Regions from separate parts of the Mus musculus genome. Here region 2 is linked to region 1. A link is a contact called in public HiChIP or PLAC-seq data. All regions are on one chromosome and are shown on one strand. Each heading gives the region's core, a stretch centred on a gene start, on an enhancer-like site or on the middle of the called end of the contact. The rest is flanking DNA. Distances are from core to core; before and after follow the strand shown.

The links. HiChIP or PLAC-seq counts read pairs in DNA pulled down with a chosen protein or histone mark.
Region 2: a contact with region 1 is called in an H3K4me3 HiChIP or PLAC-seq map of bone marrow-derived macrophages, with 5 times the contacts expected there. The contact joins two enhancer-like sites. A contact is called at or near these places in 1 of 15 datasets of contacts at CTCF or cohesin (large pre-B cells), 20 of 484 Hi-C or Micro-C datasets (B cells, the C2C12 cell line, CD4 T cells and 13 more) and 4 of 115 datasets of contacts at active chromatin or transcription factors (bone marrow-derived macrophages, embryonic stem cells and large pre-B cells).

The regions. Positions count from the first base shown.
Region 1 is chr10:82,792,896-82,799,864 of GRCm38.p6, reverse strand. It overlaps a transcript of Hcfc2 not described here. Among named protein-coding and RNA genes, the nearest start is that of 1700028I16Rik, 16 kb to the left of the region's middle. Within about 2 kb of position 4,349, at least 227 of the 459 cell types and tissues checked have an H3K27ac peak or open chromatin away from gene starts, as enhancers often do.
Region 2 is chr10:83,202,951-83,209,919 of GRCm38.p6, reverse strand. No RefSeq gene overlaps it. Among named protein-coding and RNA genes, the nearest start is that of Slc41a2, 130 kb to the left of the region's middle. Within about 2 kb of position 2,994, at least 3 of the 459 cell types and tissues checked have an H3K27ac peak or open chromatin away from gene starts, as enhancers often do.

The DNA of each region.
Region 1 (6,969 bases), core at 3,100-5,599:
CCACTGCTGTTCCATTTGCTATTGCTGGATTGTTGGACTGCTGGATATCCTGATGTAGAAGATTGGACTTTCCCCAAGGAACCCATTGATCCTCATCATCAGGAAATAGCCTACAGAGGTCTACGCCCCCTTTCTCCTCTAACCTTCTTTCTCTCCTACCTAGTGTCAGGGGTGGGAAGAAATTAGGGTAGAATAAGGTATAAGAGCCCAATACAATAATAAAACAAATATGCCAACACAAGACCCTGTCTCAAAAAAACAAACAAGGGCTGGTGAGATGGCTCAGTGGGTAAAGGCACTTGCTGCCAAACCTGACAACCTGAATTCAATCCCCAGGACCCACATGATGGAGGGAGAGAAGTAACCCTTGAAAACTGTCCTCTGACCTTCACACACTCATCAAGGCCAGAAGGTGCACACATGCATGTACACACACACACACACACACACACACACACGATAGATATCGAGATAGATTGGATAGATAGATGGTGTCTTAGGGTCTTACTGCTGTGAACAGACACCACGACCAAGGCAACTCTTATAAGGACAACATTTAATCATGGCTGGCTTGCAAGTTCGGTTCAGTCCATTATCATCAAGATGGGAGCATGGCAGCATCCAGGCAGGCATGGTGAAGGAGGAGCTGAGAGTTCTACATCTTCATCTGAAAGGTGTTAGTGGAATACTGGCTTCCAGGCAGCCAGGATGAGGGTCTTAAAAGCCCATACCCACCCTAACAAGGCCACACCGCCTAATAGTGCAACTCCCTGGGCCGAGCATATACAAACCATCCCATTTACTAACACACACCTGTTCACTTGTCACTTTGTTTATGCCTATGCCAATCTAAGGAGGTAAGATTTCCTCATCTTTTTTCCTCAGGTCAAAATGACAGCTGAGAAATCACACCTGAACCCAGAGATCCCATTCAACAGGTGTATGAGGTCACGGGGGATTGAAGGATTGAAGACATTTCACTTAGAAATAACACAGATCTATCTGGTGTGCCTCGAGGGACAGAAGAGGTGGGGGAAGTTACTATGGAGATCATCTCAGGGAGATTCCAGGTTAAAAAGATGCAGCGGGGACCCCTAGAGGACATGCCACGAGCATGTCTCCGTGTCACCTCCCACCTGCATGCCATTCATCTGAATCACCTCCCTAGAGAACATGCCTCCCTAGAGGACCCCTAGAGGACATGCCACGAGCATGTCTCCGTGTCACCTCTCCACGAGCATGGTCTCCGTGTCACCTCCCACCTGCATGCCATTCATCTGAATCAATTTTGCCAGAGAGCAATTCAGTCAGGCCATTAACTTATCAGGAGGTTCCGTTCAGCAGAAGCTGTAGCTGGAGTTGGCCCCACAGTGATAGCAGGCAAAGTCCCACAATTATTGTCTTGCCTAGACTTGTGCCTAGATGGACCAGTGGGGAGTACCAAAGAAAAGCAGCAAAGACCAGGTGACTGGTCAAGCCGTTAGAAGCCATTATTGAATGTCTGCATCCTTGCAATGGGCACACACACAGGGATAGGCCACCAAGGTGTGTCTACAATCAGAGTACAGGTGTAGCGTTTATAGTAAACTTTAAGGAATGTGGTTAAGGCCTGGGCTACATCTCTATCAATGCCCCAGCTTTCAGAAGGAAGTACACAGCTAGCCCCAGGAGAGGCTGGGCAAGGCACTCACCCTGCGTCTCTCAACCAGGACACAGAAAGGAATTAGGAAAAGCAAGTCACTGGGCGGTGGTGGTGCACACCTTTAATCCTGGCACTTGGGAGGCAGAGGCAGGCTAATTTCTGATTTGGAGGCCAGCTTGGTCTACAAAGTGAGTTCCAGGATAGCCAGGGCGACACAGAGAAACCCTGTCTTGAAAAAAAAAAAAAAAGAAAGAAAGAAAAAGCAAGTCCTTGATCTGGTGGAGACAAGGGCAGAGCCATGGAAATAATAACGGTCATGTGATCAGACAAAGACCAGAAAGCACTAGAAGCCTTGATAGAAAGAAAGGACTGTGCTTCTAAGAAATTGAGTTCTGAAAGGGAGAGAGGGGCAGATCTCAAAGCCTTGGAATGATATACCCTCGAAGACAGATTTTATCCAGAGGGAGTGGGAAGTCATTGAAGGGGATTGGGCAGGAACTACCTGGAGAATAAATTGGAAGAGTTTTGGGGTGAACCCTTGCAGGCTTCAAAATGACCCAAGATATTCTATACACACACACATAACTATATATATATAACTATATATAACTATATATATATATATAACTATATATATATAACTATATATATATATATATAACTATATATATATAACTATATATATATATATTGTCTGATCCTGAATCTTTCCTTTTAATTTCCAGGGCACAGGGTTGGGACTGCAGAGAAAGCTCACTGCTTAAGAGCACTGGCTGTTCTTTCAGAAGACTCAGGTTCAATTCCCATCACCCACTGTGAGCCAACCTCACAGTGGTTTGTAAACTCCAGTCCCAGGGCATCATTTGCCTCCCTGCCCACTCTGACACTAGGCACGCACATGTTGGACATACATATAGGCCGGGAAAACACCTATATGCATAACATTTGAAAGTGGTGTGTGTGTGGGTGGGTGGTGTGTGGAGTCATCAAGGGCAGAGTCCGTTGCTGAGGGCAAGTTGGGCTCCATCGGTATGTAGAACTAGTCAAACCCATTCTGATTCTGAGGCCAGTCCACACATAAGGGAAAGAACATTGGACATCCAAAAGCAACCAATGTCCCCTCAGGGAAACTAAATGTACTGGGTAGAACAAAGAAAGCAGAAAGAAATGAGAAGTCAGGAACAGAGCATCGCTTGCAAGACACACTTGTTTCCTCCTTCCTTCTTCTCTGTGACCACAGCATTGTTAGGGGAACAGCTCAGTTACCAAAAAAGAAGTGGGGGACCAGAAAAATCTTTTAGCCATGGGCTCGTCAGAAAAGACCAACTCAGCCATTGCACAGGGGCTCTTCTGGTACCGATAGGCATTTCAGCCTAGTTCTAACTATCCTGTCATTGTTGGGGTAGCCTTAAAGAGGACAGAAACGAGAAATTCCTTTCTTGCAGTCAGGCGTGTTTACCGGCTCAGATAAAGAGCAGAGACTCCGGCATTTTCCCCTTTTTGTAAGGGAGGATAATTGCAGGCAGCTGTAGGACCAGATACTACGTAACCATTTCCTCCAGGTGGCTGCTGCTTTTCTCTTTCCCTGCTTTGTTTTTATTTCGACTTTATTTCCTCTCTCCGAAACAGAGCAGGCCATCAAGCAGTTTTTTATTCTTTAAATTTTTATTTTCAAACATGATTGCTTTGCCTGTGTGTGCCTGTGCGGCACATGTGCTCGAAGAAGCCAGATCAGGATGTTGGTGTCTGGTCCGTGGGTGTAAGCTACTATGTGGGTGCTGGGAGCCAAACCTGGGTCCCCTGGATGTCGGTACTCATAACCAGCAAGTCATTGCATTAGTTCCTTTGTCAAGGATTTTAATAGAAATTTGAACAACCAGAAGTAGATGCTTTCTCCCACCCTACCCCGTTCTTTCTCACTCTTCTTTTCCTTCTTTTTTCCTCCTCCTCCTCCTCCTCCTCCTCCTCCTGTTTTTAAAGTAAGGGGCTCACATAGCCAAGTCTGTCTCGACTGTGTATATAGCTAAAGATGACCCTGAATAGGTCCATTTGCCTCCACCTCTCAAGTACCGCAATTACACACAAGCTCACATACACCCCTCTCCATGTTACATAGCGCCAGAAACTGAACCCCAGCCCAGTTGGATCATTCCACTCCCCGAGCTACACCCCCAGCCCCTGAGCACAATTTCTAGTCGAGTCTGAAGAAGGGAAATAGCCAGATGAAGGAGGAGAGGCATGCAGATGCCTCAACACCAGAACCATGCCTGGGCGAGTGATGAGAAAGAAGCCAGGAGGAACCTGGGAGGGGTGGGGGTGGGGCAGATTACAAAACACGGTCGGCTTTCCGTCAAACTGTTTTGAGTTTGATTTTATCTCTGGGTTTGGGGAGCAGGGGAGTATTTAATCTCTAGAATTGAATAATTCAAACAATTTATTGATGATATCTCTGACAGTTGGCAGGAAGGTAGGATGGGATGGGGCAGGAACGCTGGCAAGGAGCCCAGTTCTTTGGCCGGGTGGGACTTGGGACTGAAGCCCTGTAGCAGAAGGGGTGGCATTCCGGAGCTCAGGTAGCATCCATGGGATCTGCAAACAGTTCCTGGGGGGGAAGACAGAGACAAGAATGTGAAGCAAGGAGCTACTGCCCTCCCCTGGCAGGTTCTGGGCAGATTGAGTCATGCGTTAAGCAGTGCACACTGGTTCCCAGAACCGAGCCTGCTGCCTGGAAGCAACGTCAGGAGTTTCCTGCGGCTGGCTCTCCGCACAGCTTTGTCTTTGGCTCCGGTTAAGTGCTGTGCTGGAAACTGGAGTGGGGAAACTGGCATTCTTCCTCTCCCCATGGTACTGTCTACGACAGACAAACAACATATGGAAGCTTGAGATGTCCAAACAAGGCTGCGGGTGTAGCTCAGTGGACAGGGGGCTCACCCAGCCTGTTGGAAGCCCTGAGTGGGGTCCCCAGTGCTACACGTGCTGGACATGATGACGCAGGCTTGTGATCACAGCACTTGAGGCAGAGGCAGGCATTCTGGGCTTGATGACAAGAAGCAGAGAACCTCCTGGAACAGGAGTGTGGGCGGAGCATGCAAGATGAGACCCAGTTCTGAATGAGACTTTCCTGTCGCTTTGTACGTGAGGAAGAGACACTGTCTAGCCTCTCCTTTCTCCCGTGCTGTGACTAGCCATCTCTTAGTGGAGCTTTTGAAGTGATGAGAAAGTAGTGATTTCTGAACGAAGATGACTGCTGAGCATGATATTGTCTCAAAGGGGAAAAAAGGTCAAGGGCTGGAATGATGGCTTAGCAATGCTCCTGCACAGGGTCTGGGTCCAGTTCCCAGCACCGACATGGCAACCCATAACTGTCCGTAACTCCCACTGCAGGTGTAAGGAAACCAGTGTCCTCTTCTGGCCACATGTGGTACACATACATACATGCAGGCAAAAACACTCCTGCACATAAAAATAAATAAATCTTTGGAAAAAAGAGATTACATATGAATAAAATTAAACTGATAATTTCCAAACGCATCACGTCTTAAAATCAAATTCCGAATCCTTCCAAAGAACAAAGTAGTTGAGAGCAGTTAACAGCGATAATCTGGCTGAGAAAAAAAAATTGTCCTCATTTTCTTTGATGAACTGATAGAAAGTAACAGAATGTCTAAATCCAGCACTCAGCAACAGAGGTGTGCGGACAGACGCAGGTGGATCTCTGTGAGTTCTGGCCAGCCCCATCTATATAATCAGCTCTAGGACAGCCAGGGAGACATAGAGAGACCTTGTCTCAAAAATAAATAAGTGAATACACAAACAAACAAACAATTGTGCTTTCCAGTCCCTTAAAACAAAAACAGTTCCTGAAAAAAATAGTATTAACTACTCCCTAAGCCCAACCACACATTCCAGAATCGTCATAGCCAGGAGATAGTCTGTTCCCCCAAGAATAAGAGTAACACACATCTCTTTAGTGATTTCTGGTTTTTTTTTTTTTTTACTTGAGAATCACATTCCACTTTTTAATAAAGCATTGAGGCTGTGAGTTGATCTGCCTATAAGCACAGGTTATAAATAATAGAGTGGAATATCATACCTAGCTGAAAGAATAATTATTGTTGTATCAATAGTACACTCTTAACCCAAACTATATAGAAATACATGGGTTCAAAGGCACTCCATCCTTACTGGGGCAGGCTCCTTTGGCTACTCCTTTGGTTCTTTCAGTAGAACTCAAGCCCTTTTTCGTTTCCAGACTATCTTTGATAGCCACAAACTTCTGGCAGGATAGGAATTTCTGTAAGGTCCTGATTGGATTCTCTCTAAGCCAGTCAGTGATCTAATTTCCTCTTGCTAGTTCTTGGCTTATGTGAGATCATGTGTATGTGACACATATGTAAAATCAGGAGACGAGACCTTTGGGTGAGCGTGAGAATGTGTTCTCAGATCTCAGCTGTGGGGACCTTAGCTGACTGATGGCTGCTTGACCTAAGGTCATACTTTCCAGGAACCAAGTCCAGCCACCGGCTGACAGGCTTACTTCTAAGACATGAGACTCTTAGGTTCCCTTTTGTTTTGTAGCTACCGATGCATTATATTCATCCTTCAGCAGGGTAGAGAGATCGCCTCCACTCTTTTTCATGGCCGTGTAGTATTCTCTTTAAGGATTTGCTGTGACCTGTGTGCCTCTGTCTATGATCATTTCAGTTGCTTTCTCTATCTGCCACATAAAACATGGGGAAAATGTCCCTTGAAATGTCACCTTTAAATGTCAAATTACTATGCTCTTACTCTTTCCATCTCCCAATCAGAGTTACATTTCAGTAGAGGAAATAATTTTTCAATATAGCAATTAATTATTTGCAAATTTTATATAATGTATTTTGATCATATTCATCCCTCACTTGTCCCCCCAACCCCTTCTAAACTGACTCTTACCTGTCTACTGCCCCCCCAACCTCATAGCCTCTCTTTTTAATAACCCATTGAGTTTAGGGTATGGGGCCATCCACTGAAGCATGACACCCTTACCAAGGGTCACACTTGTAAAGAAAACTGACTTCCCTCCCCCAGAAGCGATTAACTGCCCACTGTTGCTAGATATTTGATCACATTGTAAACCCTGAAATTGTGTTATTTACTGGAAAAGAACTGCTTTTGGTTGTGGCGTGGCTCCGTCTTAGCACACACCTTTAATCCAAAAGCTTTCTGCTTGAGTATTATAAACAGGATTAAATAAAGTCAACCCTGGGTCAAGAGGCAGAGCAAGCAACAGTTGACAGGAAGTGAACATAAGATTATTAAGAAAAAAAACCATAGAGAGTAAGAGG
Region 2 (6,969 bases), core at 1,745-4,244, 410 kb before region 1:
TGTTTTGTTTTTCTGCTATTTCCTCTAGATTTTTTTTTTTTTCTCTTAGTTCCACATGTTTTCTTTTGCTCCAGATGGCTTTCTGAATACCTGGGGGCTCCCGGCTGTGTGCTTATGTTCAAGAGTCACTCACGGCCTTCACTCGTCAGTAGTGAAAAATTAAATTATTACGACAGTTGGGTGTGCCTAGAGGGAACGTTCTCTGGGCCCACCTGGCAGGTGTATTTGTTACAAGGCCTGCTCCCACACGGGCTGACGGTGTCAGCAGAGAGGTGGCACTGTCTAAACATGACCCTACACTGTGTCCTTACAGAGTGCCGTGGTGTGAATGTGCTCTCTACCCCACCAAGTTCGCGTCAAAATTTGATTGCTATTGAGACAGCGTGGTGGGCAGGACCTGGGGGAGACACTCAGGTCCTCTGCTGTCACCAATGGGTTGATGGCTTTGTCACAGATGTACATTAACAATCATGTGGGTTTCTGGTAAAAGGGTGAGTGTGGACTTGCCCCCCTCTCTCACGTGTGCCTGCGTCCCCTCCCCCATATTAGGTCACAGCAAGAAGTTCTTTCCCCAGGAGTCGGTGCTATGCTGGTGACTTCCCAGCCTCCAAAACCATGAACCATGACTTTGTCTTCAGTGCTGGCATGATAGAAACTTCATTTCTTTGCTTATTTAAGTTGTCAAGGTCCAGCTTGGCATCAAACTCAATATATAGGAGAATAGCCTCTACTGTTAGCCTCCTGCCTCCACCTTCCAGGGGCTAAGAATACAGGTGTGTGTCACATGGTTTGTGTCATCCTAGGGAGTGAACCTAGGACTTCCTGTGTGCGAGGCAAATGCTCCACCAATTGACTACACCCCCAGACCAATAAAGCCTTTCCCTAGTTCTGTAAGACTTTGGAGCGATAGAAATAACCGAGCTTTCCCAAATTAACTGTGCCTTATTTATTTGCATAATGCAAAGTTATACACTAATGGATTTTAGGAAGTGTTCTCTTCAGTCTTACAATGTAGTAGAGGAAAAAAAAACCCACAAACATAAGAAATATCAGTTTGGCAAATGCTGTGTTAGTATTAACACCTCAAAAATAGTACTTAGGGGTAAAGAGTAAGCCGGTGGCTGACTGGGAGCCTCGCTGCACTCACAGAGGCTCTAAGCAATCCTTGGGCTTGGAAGCAAAATTCTAAACCCGGAAAAATCACCTTGGGCTTCGCTCTTATCATTTGCAGTGCAGATCTGTAAATTAACACATGGAAATCCGAAGTGACAGGCAGGTGTGAAACGGAACCCGGAGAACAGCTGCTTTCAGGGATAATATTGAAAATACATAAAAGCTGTTAATAAATAAAAAGAAGCCCATATGTGTAGTTTTGAAACCCAAAGCTCTTCATTCCTGGCTTCTTCCCACTCCCTAAGAGTAAATAGATTTTTTTTTTTAAGTTAACCAGTTCTGCCTAGATTTACAAAGATCCTTACACAAGTGCCAGGATAAGATTTGGTTTAGTGCAAAAGATTAAGAGGTGATAGTTCTCGTCAAGACAAGAAGAGTGTCTGGAAAAGGTAGAATTCAGCTTGGGTTCACAAAAATGGGGGCTGGAGGAGGTCGGTCCCTGAAGTGAGAAGGCAGCTTCCACCGGAGCAGCTGGAACCAAAGGAGTCCGCCAGCTCTGGGACTCCCGGCATGCTCTGTGGGTCTTGGGTTGCACTAGGCTGAAGGGATAAGCGGGTATCACATCACCTCAGCTCCCTTGCACCACTACAGCAGCAGAGCAGACCAGGGCATGTCTCCTTTGGCAGACATCATTTCTACAAAGGATTTTGTGTGACCCCAGTATTTCCAGTCTCTGCAGAGCTCACAGGAAGGTTACCACATCTGCACAAGAAGCCACCCCGTGGGGTGGAAGGTGGGCTTGTGCTGAGTGCAAGTCACAGGAGCATCCACCCTCAGGCAGGAAAAATGGACAGGCCTTGCTAGTCTTGTCAGGAACTCGATGGACTGAGTAGTGTAAGCTGCTGTGACCTTTCCCATGGGAAGGCCAACGCTATTAGAAGTCACTGAAGATCAATGTTCTGACCTGCATGGTAAGCTGTATCCAGACAGTGCAAAGAATGATATGTATACACACAGGAGCAGCGATCAAAGAAAGATGACTCTAGTCCCAGCTGGAAGGATCTGAGATGAAAGAAACATTGAGACATAAGAATGAAACAAGTTTCAATTACAGAGAAGGGAATGGAGTAAGAGAGGCCATCCAGCATTCCCTAGGGCTGGCCAGGTTGACCTTTAAAGGCTGGGTTGACCTTCCTCTTGACTTTACACCCAGGCCAGGTTGACCTTGCTCTTAGAATAAAAAGGTTCTGAAATAATTCACTGACTCTAGATCCCACAGCTGCAAGGCCTGTCATGGGGAAGGGCATCAGTAACAGCTTAGACTGGAAGGAAGTTCTCCTGAAATGGAAAATTTCTAGAACCTTCCCAGAGGCGTGGCCAGCAAGGGAATGTAAATGTTTATAAATCAGACTATGAAACACAAAAAGCCACAATGCAAATTCTGTAAAGAGTTGGGATTCCTGGGTTAGTCCACATGTCTATCCTCCAGAGTTCCTAGCAGGCTCTCAATAGTTGCTTTTTTTTTTTTTTTTTTTTTTCTTTTTGAGACATCATAACCTAGATGCCTCAAGCTCACTGTGCTAGTTGAAGATGACCTTGAACTTCTGACCCTCCTGCCCACAACTCCCCAGTGCTGGGATCGCAGGCGTGCATTAGCAGGTCTAGTTTATGTGCTGCTGGGATACACCCCAGAGCTTCCAGCATGCTAAGTAAGTGCTTCGTCGATTGCGCTACATCCCAACCTCTGATAATTGCATACCGATGTGTCCTGGGGACAATACTAGATCAGAAGAAAATGGTGGTAACAACATAGTCATAGTCTACATGGGTTGAAAGGGAAGAACTGAGACCTGGTGATTTCCTGTAGCACATATGCCGATACAGAGAGAAATCGAGCCACAGCTGTGGTAAAAACTGAGTTGAGATGGTGATAAACAGAGGCATCAATGTAAGAGGGGGAGGGGAGGGAAGGGTGGAGTCCTGTGCATAAAAACACTGAGAACACAATCTGGGGCTGGTGAGGTGGTTCAGTGGATCGCGCGCTTGCCACAAACAGGAGGATCTGAGTTCTGATCCCAGCATCTAAGGAACAAGCCAGATGTGGTGGCAGTGAGGTGCCTATAATCTTCTATCTGGAGAGACAGAGCCAGGAGGATCCTGAGTGCTCACCAGCCAGCTCTAGCTTGCGTTCTGAATTGGTCAGTTCCCTGCATACAACACCCATCCAAGAACAAAATCTAGTCATTATGGCCAAAAGAAACACACTCATAAATGAAAGTTATTCAAGATGTAGTATCTTACAGTCCTACAAAATGTCACGAGGTTACACACATTGTAACACTGTAATTCTGTTTGATCTGTCATCCAAGCTCAGGAATACTTTGTACACAAGGAAATTCAGACACCCATTATCCAGAGAGAAGATGCACAATTTTCCTATGAACAGAAGAAGGAAAAATAAATTGAACCATTTTCTAGGTGCTGTTACTCACGGTTCCAGCTAAAGGAAAGAAATTAAAGCAGATAAGCCTGGAGCCAGCAACCAGCAGAGATATGTACCCCTGTTCCCAGGCAACAGGAGCATGCGGAGCTTTCTGGAGACAATAAAGAAACATGGCAGCAGGAGCCACAGAATGGCTCAGTCTCATCCTTTGCCCTGGCACCTGGATCTGACGGAGACTGACTTTCAATGGAAATAAAAGGAGCTTTAAAAAAAAAAGTAACATTCATATTGACATATATTTCCTAAATGAGAGAAATCACTAGAAGAAAACAATAGAAAATTGGTTACAAGTTTTATTTTTTTTGTACATTTAAAAAAAATGTTGTGTTAGTTGTGTTATAAATGTTAGTTTGACAGTGCATGTGCAGAGGTCAGAAGACAACTTGCAAGAGTCACTTGCCTTCCATCATGTGGGTCCTGGGATCAAGCTTAGGTCCTCAGGCTTGGTTCTGGCATCTTATTCTCTGAGCCATCTTGCAGAATCTCCCTCCACATTTTTTAAGATTAGAAAAGTGTCACTAAGTTTGCAGTGTCACAGTGAGTTACCCATCCATTGCACACAGGTCTGATGTGCGCTCCACCACAAATAGTCAGATTTCTGCAACTGACCATGACAATGAGTCAGGACCAGAATCAACCTGACACAATTAAAATCAAAACAAGGGGCTGAGGAGTTGGCTCAGCAAAGCACTTGTTGGGCAAGTATGAAGACCCGAGTTTGGGTCCTCAGCACCCACATAAAAAGCTGGGTGTGGCAATGCACAGCTGCCATTTCAGTGCTATGGAGGCAGAGAGGAGAATCCTGGAGCTCATACCCAGCCAGTCCAGCCAATCAGTGAGCTCCAAGTACATGAACCCTTTTTACAAAAAATAAGGCAAAGAGCAGTTGAGAAAGATATTCATATTGTGGACATCTGGCCTCTGCACATACATGCATGCACATGTGCATGTAAATGCACATACATATGCACATACATTCATGCACATATGCACATATATGCATGCACATATGCACTTACATGTATATATGTGTGCACATACAAAACCTAGGAAATACAATAGACAGCTATTTTTAGGCACTTGGACCCCAAGACCCATTGGATCCCCAAGGAAAGGCAGCAAAGGTGTCAGGTCCAATATTGCTGAGACTTTTTTAATACATGGAATCTCTTGTATCTCAGGCTGACCTTGAACTCACTGTGTAGCTGAGGATGACCCTGGACTTCTGATGGCAGGAGTGCCATTACCTCCTGAGTGCTGGGATAAGTAGGTGTGTGCTACGACACCTGTTTTATGAGTTGCTGGGGATGGAACCCAAGACGTGATGTACACTAGGCAAGCACTCTACCAATTGAGCTACATTCTCATCCCCGTTGTGAAGATTTTCTGTCTGGAGAGAATTAATACCCAGCCTGGGATCACAGACAGGGAATGCCTGCAATCCTGTTAATAATTGAGGAGCAAGTTCTGGAAGACCAAGCAGGCTAGAGCTGGGTGCAGATCTGGTAGAGAGCACCACAGAAGAATAAATGTGCATGCTGAGTAAAATCCCAAAGTCCGGCTAAGAGTGGATTTAAGAACCAAGCCTCTCAAAGGTTCCAACACTGCCCAGTAGCATCATGGGCTGGAGACCACACCTTTGACACAGAGGCTTCTGAGGGATCTAGGTCTACCCAAACTGTAGCGGGACACAACCCCAACTAAAACAGCAGCTGAGTAATTCAGTTTCATTCAAATAAAAGATGTTTGCTTTCTATTGCTGTAATAAACACCATGGCCCAATGCAATATGGGAAGGGGCTTATGTGGGCCATCATTTGGGAAGAGGTTTCAGCAAGAACTCAGGCAGGAATCTGGAGGCAGGAACTGAAGCAGAAATCCTTGGTTACTGGCTTGTTTCATCTACCTTTCTTATAAAGCACAGACCCATTGCCTAGGGATCGCAACACCCTTAGTGGGCTGGACCCTCCTGCATCAGTTATGTTAAGAAAATGCCTGACAAACATGGTCACAGATCAGCCTGATCCGAGCAGTTCTTCAGTTGAGGACCTACCTGCCTTCCCAGGTGATTGGTTTGTGTCAACTTGACAGCTACATATTGAGTTCAAGGCTAGTTTGGACTATATAGAAAGACTTTGTCTCAAAACGAAAAGCACACAACCAAACCAACCAACCACAACAGCAAAAGGACAAGCCTTTAAACATGAAAACAGGCAAAGACCTTGAATAGCTACTTCTTTGAAGGAGATATAGAACTGTGTATGTATATTACCATAAAGCAATGCAAATTGTCTCAATATGTAATTCGGATATACACTGTGAGATTCAGAAATGAATCACAAAATGATTCTGAGTTCAATATTCATTGGAATACTTTAAAATGGATTTAAGGGGACATATTTTTAGGGAGCTTAAATTGATTTGGGTGGGTGATGGATAAAGATGACTTTGGTAACATGATCCTGGGTTTTCAATCATCTCCTGGCAATAAGAGAAGGCAGACGCATTGTATCTCATGAGGCTTCTTTTCAGATTTACATTGCTTCTAGGCAGAAGTGCTGGTGGTCTGTCTCTGCTGATACTTTTGGGGGCCAGCTGTGTTTCACTGAGTAGAGGGAGGTCTCTTTGCTATGGCTGGTGCAGAGGTGGGAACCTGGCTTGTTCTGGACCCAGCGGGGCCTGAGGAGCAGGAACTGGCAACGCGCTTATTGTCAGCATGGGATTCTCCAGGTTGTTTCTGTCAGCCAGGGCTCACTCACAGATCTTTCCAGAATCTGCTGGCTTCCTTCCATTCCTTGACCTTACCGCTGGCATCTGCTGTACCTGGTCACCCAGAGGAGATTGAGGGCCCCTCTAGCTTTGGGTTGGATGCCCTAGGCCCCCGTGAGGCTGTGGTGCAGGGCGGACCTTCCGGCGCCCATCCTCCTCACCGGAAGTGACTGGTCCCTGGGCTTCTCTGGCCCTCACCCGTGTGCTTCGGGCAGAAAGCTTCATCATTGCTGTGACTGGAGGCCAGGGCTCTTCCTAGAGCAGGGCTATGCTCCGTGAGCTTCTTGAATCTCCTGTGGCAAGGGCAGATGAAGGGATGAGCTGTGACCTGGCCTTTGGGGGGGGGGCACAGTTTCTCTGTCTATAAAATCAAGGGGATACAACATTTGGCACAGATGCCATTTAGAAGGGACACATTCTCAGTGTAAACTGCATGTGTGTCCACCCCCAACCCCTGCTTCCTGGCAGAGAGCGAGGGTGCTCTCCCCTGGTAAAACATGTGAATATTTCAGCAAGAAATGCTCAGATTTTCACAGAAAGTGGGACAAGCACAGACTATAATTAGCCTCATGTTAGCTAAGGTCA